Regions from separate parts of the Pan troglodytes genome. Here region 2 is linked to region 1. The links are chromatin contacts, called in public capture Hi-C maps. All regions are on one chromosome and are shown on one strand. Each heading gives the region's core, a stretch centred on a gene start, on an enhancer-like site or on the middle of the called end of the contact. The rest is flanking DNA. Distances are from core to core; before and after follow the strand shown.

The links. Capture Hi-C pulls out chosen DNA fragments and counts their contacts.
Region 2: a capture Hi-C map of stem cell-derived neural stem cells shows a contact between it and region 1, with 3 times the contacts expected there. The contact joins two enhancer-like sites. A contact is called at or near these places in 4 of 7 Hi-C or Micro-C datasets (blood, induced pluripotent stem cells and stem cell-derived neural progenitor cells) and 1 of 1 other capture datasets (stem cell-derived neural stem cells).

The regions. Positions count from the first base shown.
Region 1 is chr1:208,097,798-208,104,394 of NHGRI_mPanTro3-v2.0_pri, reverse strand. It overlaps EPHB2 (EPH receptor B2), which reads left to right. Exons shown (of 17, transcript XM_063804398.1): 17 at 1-4,704. Among named protein-coding and RNA genes, the nearest start is that of LACTBL1, 53 kb to the right of the region's middle. Within about 2 kb of position 3,449, at least 1 of the 24 cell types and tissues checked has an H3K27ac peak or open chromatin away from gene starts, as enhancers often do. A contact at or near this core is called in stem cell-derived neural stem cells, where this site is marked.
Region 2 is chr1:208,340,852-208,347,227 of NHGRI_mPanTro3-v2.0_pri, reverse strand. No RefSeq gene overlaps it. Among named protein-coding and RNA genes, the nearest start is that of C1QB, 23 kb to the left of the region's middle. Within about 2 kb of position 3,972, at least 6 of the 24 cell types and tissues checked have an H3K27ac peak or open chromatin away from gene starts, as enhancers often do. A contact at or near this core is called in stem cell-derived neural stem cells, where this site is marked.

The DNA of each region.
Region 1 (6,597 bases), core at 2,200-4,699:
AAATGGGGACCAGCTGCTCTGGGAGGGTGCAGCTAGCAGAGCTGTGCAGCGCCAGGCTGGGTAGGAGAGAGCCATGCTACCCACCCGCACCCCTACTGCTACGAAGCCCCCAGAATGGGTCATTGTTGGTGCTCAGCAGTCCTCTCCCTGGGGGATGATATCCGAAATATCAACTGCGAAGACTCGGGCAGACCAATCAGAATAGATGATGGCCTGAGTGCTGGACCAGAGGCCTCAGAGCAGGGACCCGGGTGGCGGGGCAGTAGGAGACACTGAAGGGACTCAGGGCTATGGCTGTTTACTAACCAGCAGTGCCTCTTACTCAGATGGCATCAGCTGAACTTTCCCCATCATCTCTAGTTGGTCCCCACCCTGCCACCATCTAGGGGCTTCTCTGCCACCACCTTGTGAGCAGTCGCTAGCCTCACACTCCTCTCCCATCAGGGGCTCATCTCCAAAAGGCTGGGAGCTCCCACCCTGCCCAGTTAATCCTCCTGCCTCACTGAAGCACAGGAAGGACCCAGGCCCCAGACCATCACCCACCCCAGGGCTGGGCCCTGGGCCACTCCTGGCTCACTCCAGGGCCCCTGTTGTTTGAAGATGGTACCAAAGGCTGGAAGACTTGCTAGGGAAGATAACGTAAATGCATTCAAAAGACAGGGTACCACATGATGCTAGGGAAAGTGCATCATGACCGCAGGGTAGCAGCCTGCTCCTGTCACTAGGGATGTGAATCTGGGGAGACACTTCCCCTCACTGAGCCATCTGTAAAATGAGAGCATTGGACTGGGTGAGGCAGGCTGTGCAAAACACTTATACACCTTAGTCCCATGAGGAAGGAGTATTCCCCCCTGCATATTTTGGGGGAAACTGAGGCTCAGGGGGATGAAGTACTTTGCTCAGGATAACACAGCCAGGAAGGAGCAGAGCAAGGCCATGAGCTTTGGATTTTTCTGTTTCCAATGTCTCCTCTACCATGCTCAATTAGGTGACGAGAAACAGTTGGTGTCTGATGCTGGCCAGTAAGAGAAAAGAAAGCTCAAGTGGGCTGGGGCTGTCAGGGAGGGCTTCATGGAGAGGCTGTCTTGAAAATGACAGAGGTCAAAAGAAAGGTCACTCCAAGACGCAGCTGCCAGAATGGTCCAACACAGTGAGGAGTTGTGTCTGGATGGGCCCGTGGAACGGGGGAAGTGAAGGTTGATATAAGTGGAGGTTGAGGCAGTTTAGGCGTGATGTACAGTCCAGCCACAGCAGGTTCTTGAGCAGGAGAGTAGCATAGTGAGCATCAGGTTCTAGGAAGAAGCACCAGTTCAGTCATCAGATGGGGCAGGATGCCTCCCAGCTACTCCTCTCCCCGAGAAGGAATTGCCCCCGGAGCGGCCCTCATTTATTCCAGGAGAAGCCAGGCCCTGCTGCTTCAGTTTCCATCCTCACTGACGCAGATAATCCAAAGAGTCACTTCAGCTGCTTGGAACAGCAGGGTTGGGTCTTGTGCTACCTGATTCTTAATTTGGCTGATGTCTACCCCATTTCCTCCAGGCTTCTCTAGAGGTGGCAGGGGTGGGGTGGGGAGAAAGCTGCCAGACACCAAAGGAGCTGAGCCTGGCGGGGGCGGGCGTGCGGGTGGGCATGAGAAGTTGCTCAGGAAACCCATCCCTGCCCTGGTCACCCTAGTCCTGGAGAGATCACCCAGACGTGTTGGAATGAGTCTGGGGTCCTGTCTTTTCCAATAATGTGTTATCCTGGGGAAACCCAGAGGGAAGTTGAGGGAGCCCCACTGTGCTGTGTGATGCTACACACGCATGCGAATACACCACCAGGCGGCCTTGACCCAGCCTTCTGCAAAATGGCTTCTGCCATCAAACTTAAGGTGGAGAATGGTCTTGCAGCTGCCAGTTTTTCCTTCAGAGAAACTAAGGTCAGAGTGTTGGCTGCAGAAAAGGACTTGGCCTTTGTCACATAACAGGAAAGAGAGTCAACTCCGGGCACACCCCCTCGGAGGCTAATCTCAGGAGGTTGGAACCACAGGGATTGCAATAATCGCTGAATACTTACCATATGCCAGGTGCCAAAGCATTATCCTCTCCACTTTACGAGTGAGGAAACTGATTCCCAGAGGTGATTCCCAGAAGATTCCAACCAGGCCATCTGTCTGTAGTCCTTCCTTCCCACCTCCTGGGATTTCTCAAAATGTTTGCCATCGCCCACCTGTATCAGAATCTCCTGGGCTATTTATTTTTTAACTTGCAGACTCCTGGGCGCCACCCCAACCCCCTAAATCAGAATCCCTGGGGTTGGGCCCAAGAGTCTCCATTTTTTGACAAGCTCCTCCAGGAGATTCCTCCAGACATGGAAATCCTCACTTGACTCTTCCCCCACAACAAACTGCCCTGATGTCTGCAGAGAGAGGGTCTGCTGTAGACAGGGATTAAGAAAAAGCAGGACATTTTCAGATAGGATGCCCAAACCCAGATGCAGATTAGGACCCATGAAGTAGGGGGTAGAGCTGACCCTCAGGAATGTGCCCAGACAGAGCTAAGCTTTCAGGAAAATTAGAAAGACCCTCAGACCCAGAGTCTGTCTGAGTTTAGCTTCGCAGCATGAAGGCTGCCTTGAGAAAGCTGATATAACAAGAAGCAGCAGAAATTTAATACTTTGGAGGGGCCCAGCAACCCACTCAGGGCCACCCTGGGAGACCCCACAGACCCCAAGGCTATGGACCAGACCTGCTCGCTCAACACCTGGCCAGGTGGGGCCTCCAGCTGGACCTAGAGCTACAGATGCCCCACCACCACTACCAAGCCCGGCTACCCAGACCAAGACACGGCTTTTCCTGGAGGAGGGAGAGAGCAAAGGCCCTGTCTCTACCCAAGACCTAACGGCCCCTGTTGAAGGAGAGGGAGCAGGAGAGGGAGGAGGGAGGAGGTCACAGCCAGGACCACATACACTCTTGGGGGCCCTGCTGAGACTGCAAGAGTCAAGAATTCTAACGTTCCACAGGTGAAAGATTCCAAGATTCTAGGATTGCAAAGCCCCATCATTCTAAGATTCCAATGGAATGATTCCATGTTTCTAAGATTCCATCACACTATGATTCTATGCTGCTAATTCTTGAAATTTCGAGTCTCGTTGTTCGTTGCTGTTCCCCAGACCTGTGGGCCCTAGCATTTTTTTAAAAGCACAAAAAAAAAAGAGCAAGAAAGAGAGAAAGAGATGGGGAGGGAAACAGCTGAAAACAGACACTAAGAAAAGCCCCATCCCTTGGATCTGAGTTACAGATGCACCTTGGCAAGGGCCAAAGACCCTCCTTTTGAGTGGGGTGTGGAACGTCTTTCCCTGGTAGAGTGGCAGAATTGCATGCATCAGCCCTTCCTGGGGGGAAAAGGGGCTGGTTGTTCCAGGCTACAGCTGAGTAAAGCCCCACACAGGCCACAGTGCCCACTGGCTGGTGGACCTAGGAACCAAGCAGGGCCCCACTGGCTCAGTCTGGGGAGGGACTCTTCTGGGGTGGAATTTCCCTCCCTGCAGCAAGGAAGCTGCAGGGCCAGGAATTTGCCTTGGGAGACCCCCACTGAGGAATATTTCCGAAGCAGAACCCCTTCCTATTCAGAGCCAGAGTCTTAACACTGGACAACCACAGGGTCTTGCTGCAAACTCCAGAGCCAGGTGCCTTCCCTCTGACATTTGGGACATAGCTTCCATGGGCACACAGCCTTCACCCCCTTCCAAGACCCCCCTTGACCTTTCTAATCTTAGTCACTGCCTTCCAGAGCTGGGAGACCACACGGCAGAGGTGCCTGTGAATCACTCCGTCATCAGCCTGGCCGCTTTCCCCTCTGTGGAGAGGGACTCTGATGGGCAGGGGGCACCAAGTTGAGCCTCTGAGGCTGGCCCAGCATAGGCCAGGCAGGGACATTCACTCACAACCAGCCTTCTTGGACTCTAGAGAAGAGTAATTACCACTTGGTCATGCCCAGCCCCCAAATCATAATCATAGCTGCTATTTCTTGAGTGCCAGCAATGTGCCAGGCACCGTGCCCAACTTTTTATACACAATGTCTTGCCTAATCCTCACACCTCTGTGAGACAGGTACAATTATTACTCCCATTCCACAGACTAGGAAACTCAGAGACGTGACATGGTGGCTCTCCCAGGTCACACAGCCAGTAAGTGGCCTCTGACCCCAGCACCCCCCACTTAATCACTATGCTATGCTGCTACCAGTGGTACACACTCAGCCCCTCTCCACTGTCAGATCCTTTGCCAGTCAAATCCCAGATCCCCGGGGGGGCACTGTGGCACCCTCTTTGAGCGTGGCCTCCCTGGAGCTGCTGTCAGAGCCACGGGCTGTGGGAGTGAGTGTGCACACTCCTTCTCCTGAAGTGTCTGCCCCAGCCTGAGCTATGCAGACCAGAGCTCTCAACCAGGGTATGGGGCTGTCTGGCAGGGTTTCCCAGAACCCTGTTTCCTGTGGTCATAAATATGGGTTTTCCTGACAATGTTGGGAGGTCAGGGACTGATACAGCTGGGGTTCCGATGGCCGTGGGTCAGACCTGGCTCCTCCGGACCCCACTGCTGTGACCAAGGAAATCTCACCAGCTGTGTCCAAGATCAACTCTGACCCTGTTACTCCAATGCCTTTGTAGGAGTATTTTTAGCAGAACCTTTTTTTTTCCCAAAATAAATGTGAATTGTAAAAATTATCACTTGGACTCAGTATTTCTTTTTCCTCTGAGGTTCCCCAGAGAACAAGTAGGAGCTCTCAGAGGCCCGGGGCAGGGTTCTGAAGTATGACTAGGAGTTTTCCAGGGCTAAGAATGGAGCTAGGCTAGGGCCGGGCCTGGAGCTGGGGTTGGGGTGCGGATTTGGCCTGGGCTAGGGTGGAGTGTTGACATAAAGCAGCTTTTAAGTGTTCTAAGAACACCCCGTTTTGTTTTAACAGTTTCAGCTCTGCTGTCAGGGGCTTAGAGTTCATATCCCAACTCTGCCATTTGTTAGCTGCCTTGCAGAGGTCACATAACTGTGCTGAGCTTCATTTTCATGTCTGTAAAACAAGGGCAATTGTTTCTAACTCCTAGAGTGTGGGTGAGGAGTCAGTGAGATAGAGCATGGAAAGCCTTGGCACTCACAGACATGAGCTATTATTATTGTGCTGAGCAGGAGGCCCGTGACGGCAGGGCCAATGTCTATCATACACTTTTGCTGTGTTCTTTGCAACTAAGACGATGCCTGCTGAATTAGTTCATTCTCACCCTGCTATAAAGAAATGCCCAAAACTAGGTAATTTATAAAGAAAAGAGGCTTAATTGGCTCACAGTTCTGCAAGGCTGTACGGGAAGCATGATTCTCGCGTCTGCTGGGCTCCTGGGAAGGCCTCAGGAAACTTACAATCATGATGGAAGGCAAAGGGGGAGCACACATGTCACCTGGTGGAAGCAGGGGCAAGAGAGAGAGGGAGGAGGTGCCACACTCTTTTAAACAACCAGATCTCACCACAACTCACTCACCATCACAATAACAGCATGGTGGGGATGGTGCTAACCCATTCATGAGAACTCTGCCCCCATGACCCAATCACCTCCTACCAGGCCCCACCTCCAACAATGGGAATTACAATTCGCCATGAGATTTGGTGGGGACACAGATCCAAACCATATCACTTGCCTCATGCTAGACACTCAATACATATTTGTCAAGTAGATATCAGAGACATTCAGTGAGGGTTCCATGGTCAAATACATTTGGCAAATTCTGGGGTAAGGCAAGTTAATCAGATTTCTTTGTCCCAGGATATTGCAGAGTCTTAAATATGGTAAAAGTGCAATGTGAATCTCTAAGAAGGTGTTACCATTTGCAGGCTTTCCCTCTGGGAGAGCATCTCATGGGACCAGTGTCCCTGGGAACACACTTGGGTAATGCTCTGGGAGTTGCAGGTAGATCTGGAGCTAGGGGTTAAAGTTAGGCCTGGAAAACACTATGGCATAGAGCCCAGAAAGGGATGGGAACCAGGAGGCTGTCCTCTGATTCATCATAATTGTAAGTTTCATGAGGCCTTCCCAGGGGCCAAGCAGATGCCAGAACCATGCTTCCTGTACAGCCTTGCAGAATTGTGAGCTATGAGTGAATCATAACTCACTCATTCATTCATTCATTCATTCAAGAAGTACTTACTGAATTCCTACTGCACAAAAGTACTGCATTAGATGCCGTGGGGGAAACAAATGACTCCTGCCCCCAAGAGCTTATCAGGGCATTTGGGCCACTTCACTGCCCATGAATCAGGCACCCATGGAAAGCCAAGCACTAGGCTGGTGCTGGGAGCGCTGCAGTGAATGAGACCCATGCCTGCCCTCGTGGAAGTGCCTAGTCAGTGGAGGAGACCAGCAGGTACATGGGTCACTACAACGCAGGTGATGTGCATGGCATTCAAGGTGTCGACAGCTTCCGGGAAGGGAGCAACTAACCCTGAAGGACACCCCTTTGAGGAGCTGAGCAGGGTTCCAGAGCATGACTGGGAGCTCTCCAGGAAGCGGAGAGAGGATGGAGACGAGTATTCCAGGTCGAGGGAATGGCAGATGCAAAGGTATGAAGTCAAA
Region 2 (6,376 bases), core at 2,723-5,222, 240 kb before region 1:
CACTGCTCACTTCACAACAGAAGGTCACACTATTCCATGGGGGAGGGGCCCTTGGAAAACGAACCCAACTTCATCTTGGGGGATCTGGGAGCCCAGGAAGGGGTAAGCTCTGGTAAGGTTGGGATGTTCCAAGGGCGAGGATTCTGTCCCCCATTCTGGGGCCCCCCGGCCTGGCCTGAGCAGAGGACTATGCCCCCAAATCTCCATGCTGCAGGGTACAAAGAGCCCAGAACTGCTGACTGCCCCGAGTCCCTCAGGATAAGGCCAAGGGTGACCTGGAATAGGTTCCCATTGTCTGAGGGACGAGTGGTCTCTCCTCTCCTCCTCCCTCCCCTCCTCAGTTGCCATGGCAACCACAGTGGGGGGTGGGAGGCTGGACCGCTCAGCTCCTGGCCGGGCTACCCGGCATGCTCTGCTTTCACCCAGTTTTATCCCTCGTTGCCCCTTGGCAGGCAGGGGGTGGGGCAGACCCAGCCCTTTCACGCAGCGGAGGGTTTGCAGCCAAGGAGCATCACCTCCGGTTGCCTGCCTTCACACAGGAGGTTTTCCGGCATGGCCCCCAGGAATAGGACTTTTCTGAGTATGGTTTATCAGATAATGATTTTGGGGAGGGGTCTCTCTCAAGCCCCCTGGAGTTAATGAAGTCAGTTAAGCCCTGGGATTAGAAGGTCGGGGTCATGGGTACAGCCCATGTTTGCAGAGTAACACCCCACCCCACCCCTAGCTCCCACCAGCTGTTTCAGAAATGCCTAATGCTGGTCGTCTAGGGAACTAGTGAGAGGGTCTGGACAGGACATGGCAACCTCATCCTGAGTACCCACAGTCACAGTCCCTCAGAGTATATACCGCACAGCCTGGGCATTGGGAGCCTCCTCTCTTTCTTCCTGCCCCCTCATAGACGACACATTTTTCATAATAGTAGTGTATATATTACTAGTAAGTTCTTATCACCCTGGCCTGGAGTTTCATAAAGTAATACTGAAAGAAACTGGGTTTAGCCTTTGTCGTGGCTCTACTTGGGGTACACTGCCACCAGGTGGCGGTAGGCACTTTCCAACTACTCCCTGAGATTCCAGAAGATGATATTCCACTTTTACATTCCACCACCACAACCTATAAAATGCCATTGCTTTTTTACTTTTATATTAAGATTACAGGACTTTATAAATAGCCAAAGTTAAGGAGGCTTTAAACAAACTCTATGTTTTGGTAGTATAGCATAGCAGACAGCACAAACTCTAGAGCCAAACTGCCTGAGTTCAAATCCTGGCTCAGCCACTTGCTAGCTAGTTAACCTTGGACAAGTTACTTCTCTGTGCTTCAGTTTCTTTATCCGCAAAATGGAGATGATGGAAAGCACCTCCCTCGATGCATTGTTTTAAAGACTCAATGAGCGAATGTACATGAAGCATTTAGAACAGTGCCTGGCACAGAGCATTAAGCTCTTTAGAAATGTTGGTTATCAATATTTAAAGATGAGCATAAGGGAAAAGTTTCAAAAACAGTTCATTTTGAGACCCACGGACATATCTTTCTCTGCTCAATCTTTTATCTGGTGTTTCTAATCTGGTGATTCACTTCAGGGCTGCCCTGCTAGACACCCATCATCTGCCCAGATGCCTCCTCTAGCTCCCTCAACCCCACATTCAAGCCCATATCCTAATGCCTTTACCTCCCGGGTGTCTGTGGGATTGTCCCCTGCACGCCCTGTGCACAGCCACCCTGATCTCATTCCTGAACCACTGCAACTGTCCCCCTGCCTCTTGCCTGCTCCCCTCCAACCATCTTCTCACCGCTGCCACAGTGATTTTTCTAAAACAAAAATATGCCTCTACTCAAATGCCCTCCATAGCTCCCCAGTGACTCAGTATCAAGTCCAGGCTCTTCAGGTAGGTCCCTCTCCTCATCTCCCACTCCAACCATCTTCTCACCGCTGCCACAGTGATTTTTCTAAAACAAAAATATGCCTCTACTCAAATGCCCTCCATAGCTCCCCAGTGACTCAGTATCAAGTCCAGGCTCTTCAGGTAGGTCCCTCTCCTCATCTCCCACTCCAGCTTCATGCCCCCATCTCCACTGTCAGAATGCCATGCCCTGGTTCCAGCTGCCTCCTTGTAGCTCTCCCAAAGCCTTGGGCTCCCAGGCTCTGCAGCCTGGGCAGGGGCTGCCTCCTCTGTCTGCATCTCTTCCTTCCTTCTCCTGCCTGCCCATCTCCTGCCTGCTAAGCCTCAAGATGTAGCCCCTGTCTCCCCTTCCCTGGGAAGCACTTTATGATCCCTCCACAGCCTCTGAACTGGGTGCAGACCTTTCTCGGCATGCCCAAAGCCTCTGCATGCTGGAAAGGGGCTGTCTCAGTTTGTTGGTATCACCAGAGATGCCCTGCACACAGCAGGCCCTCAGAGTACCTCTAAGGAATGAATCCAGAATGTCCATTTTGCCAATTCGGCCTACAATGTCCTCTTTCCCATCTTCTCCGTCCCAGCATCTCTTTCTAGGTCTGGCTCAAATATCACCTGTTTAGGAGCCTCCTGGTAAGCCGCACCCCCATGTCAACCCTGCATTAACTATTTCACTCTCTCCTCAAAGAGGCAAATGCAATAGGCATGAACTTGACATGTGTGGAATGAATGAACAAATGACCAGGATTATGGTCTAGACCAATGTTTCTCAACCGGGGTTGGCATCCCCCCAGGGGACATTTGACAATGTCTGGAGACCTTTTTGGGGTCACAGGGATGCTGCTGAGATCTGGTGGTGGAGGCCAAGGATGCTGTAACACCTCCTGCAATGCACAGCACCGCCCCCAACCAGGAGTTATCTGCCCTAAATGTCACTTTCTCAAGGCTGAGAAACTGGGCTAGAGCTTGTTGCCTACAAATCTGTCTTCCTAGTACACAGAGGGCCCCAAGCACTGAGCCTGATCTTATTTCTCCTGATTTTCTCAGTACCCACCGCAGAGCAGGCACGCAACAATTTTTTTTTTTTTTTGTGACACGGAATCTCACTCTGTCACCCAGGTTGCAGTGCAGTGGCACGATCTCGGCTCACTACAACCTCTGCCTCCCGGGTTCAAGCAATTCACCTGCCTCAGCCTCCCGAGTAGCTGGGATTACAGGTGCACGCCGCCAAATCCGGCTGATTTGTCTGCATTTTTAGTAGAGACGGGGTTTCACCGTGTTGGCCAGACTGTTCACGAACTCCTGACCTCAGGCGGGTGCCTCGGCCTCCCAAAGGGCTAGAATTACAGACATGAGCCACTGGGCCCAGCCAACAGTTTTTTAAAATAAGCTCATGGGTGACATAATTCTTGTCCTTTTCCTCTCCCCAGCTTCCACCTCTCACTAGGAGCTTGGCCTCAAACTATTGTCAAAAGCCCCTTCTGGGACTATTCTTGCTAAGTCCCTCCAGTTTCTGCTGCCCCCAACCTTCCCTTTCTCAGATTCTCCTGGTCCCCACAGCTACGCGGAGTAAACTGGCAGGAAAGGAAGACCACATTTCCAAGATGGCGGGGAGCTTTGCTGGGCTCTGGGGACCCTAGGAGTCAGTCCTGGTTGGTGACTAACTTGCTGTGTGACTTGGCTGAGTCACAGACCTGTCTGGGCCTCGAGCTCTCAGTGAGGTGATGGGGGCGTGTAGACAGACCCTCTCTGGGCCTGCCCCCTCTAAAGGACGGTCCTAGCAGTCCCCCCGACTCCCAGCACCTCTCCCCTGCATGCAACAGTGCTCCCTGGGAAATTCTGGGAGGTGGGAGGGAGACAAGGACTCCCCCGTCTTTCCCCAGCCCGGGTGATCCAGGTGCTCCCGGCTCTGCCGCTCACTGGGGTGCCACCGTCTCCAAGGGCGCCGCTGTCAGCTGTGACCCCTGCGCCCCCAGAGGCGGCCAAACAAGCGGCCTTTGTGGTCTGTGCGTTGGCGGCCCTCGGGGAGCGTCACAAAGGGTGGGAAGAAAGGCCGCCAATCCTCTTAGGGCCAGCCGCCCGCTTTCCCACTGCGGCCCATCTGCTCCTGGGGAGCGGGCATAACCGCCGCCTGGCCCCACGGCGCGCAAAGCAAGCAAAAGCTGCCCGGGAATGAAAGGCAGGGGCCCGGGCCAGCCCAGATCCCCACGGCAAACACAGGCCTGGCCGGGGGCCTGGGAGGGGGCAGGGCTGATCCCCGGGGGAGACCACGGTTAAAAGCGCCGCCCCAGGAGGGGGACCCAGGGCTAATCCCCTCCTGCCCCACGCCTTCCCTTCCCACACCCCTACAAGGGGAAGGGGAAAGGCAGGGAAGGGCTGGGATCAAAGGTCCTTCCTCCTGTGCCAGGCGCTCAGTGGGGCCCTTTCTACGCACCCCTATCTTTTCCTTGAAGCACCCTATTTTACAAAGGGGCTCAGTAAGGCTAAGTCACTTGCCTAGGGTCACCCAGCTGCGATGTGGCAGAGCTGGGATCTCAGCGGGAGGCTGAATCTGAATTCTTTCATCCACGTAGCTGAAGTTTGCTGAGTCTCTCCATGCCATGGGCTCTACAACCATTTCCATTGCTTACTGCAACTCTTTTAACAGATGGGGAAACTGAGGTCTGTAGGCCGGTGGTGATTGCCCAAGAGCACAGACCCGATCAAGTCCTGGCTCTACCATTCCTCTGCATTCTGGTCCCAACCCCCATCACTCATGTGCAAGCTTGGGCTCTGCCAGCCCCCAGCATGGGCCCTCAGGCAGGTCACTTCACCCCCAGGAGCCTCGATTTCCTCCTATGGAAACTGGGGATCTGTGAAGGGCGTAGTTCTGAGGGTTTGATGAGATGATCTGCTAAAGACTTTAGCTCCAGGCCTGGCACACAGTAGGCACCCAATAATGGCAGCTGCTATTGTTATTACTTGGCCCAGAGCAGGATGGATCCCAGAACAGGAAGAGAAGGAAACAAAGAGTTTCCGCCCACTAATGGCTGGCCCCAAATACTCCTTTTTTCCATGGTTGGGGTTGGTTTGGCAGAGTAAGGAAGGAGCTGGAGAGAGGGGGAGGGAGGCAATGGATGCGTGGGAGGCCGCAGCTGGGGCCCAGGCTGAATCCACCCAGGGAGGTGGCTATCGACCAGCTGCCCCACCTCCCACCCACGAGAGGCCCAGAGCCCAGGCGTGGTGGCATCCAGGACATCAGAGCCCAAATGCTGCCTCCTACACACACACACATACATACACACATGTGCACACACACGTTTGCACACACGCAAATACATACACTCACACATGTGTGCACACACAAATATACACACATACACGCGCATACATACACATACACACATAACCATACACATGCACACACACACCCCACACACATACACACACACATAACCACACATGCACACACCCCACTCCCACACACACATGCACACACATACCCCCCACATACACACACACACAACCACACATAACCACACTCACCACAAATACATGCACACACACATACACACGGACATACATATGCACACATACACTCACACGCACACTCATACACACAGACATACACTCTCACATACACACACAACCACATACACACATATCCCCCCACAGAGACACACATGCACACACATACACACAGACATACACACTCTTACACACACATAGCCACACACACCACAATACAAACATACATGCACACACACATGCATGTACGTACACACATACACACAGACATACACACACATAATCACATACACACACATCCCTCCACAGAGACACATACACACATGCACACACACACACAAACCACACACACCACACACAAATACACATGCACACACCCATACATATACACACACACACACATACACTCACACACATATACACATAACCACATACACACACATATCCCCCCTGAGACACACATAAACACATGCACACACACATACACACAGATATACAAACCCTCACACACATAACCACAACACACACACACACCACATAAATACACATGCATGCACACACACATGCACATATATACGCAAACATGCACACAGACATACACTGTCACACACATACACACACATAACCACACACACCACACACAAATACACACATGGACACACACACATGCACATACATATACACACATATACTCACACACACCCCCGCAGAGACACACACATACACACATGCACACACGCATACACACATGCATACAGACATACACTGTCACACACATACACGCACATAACCACACACACCACACACAAATACACACATGGACACACACACACATGCACATACATATGCACACATATACTCACACATATACCCCCACAGAGACACACACACATGCACACACACACACACGCATACACACATGCACACACACATACACACACACAGACGCGCGCGGCCCCAGCTCTGACTGT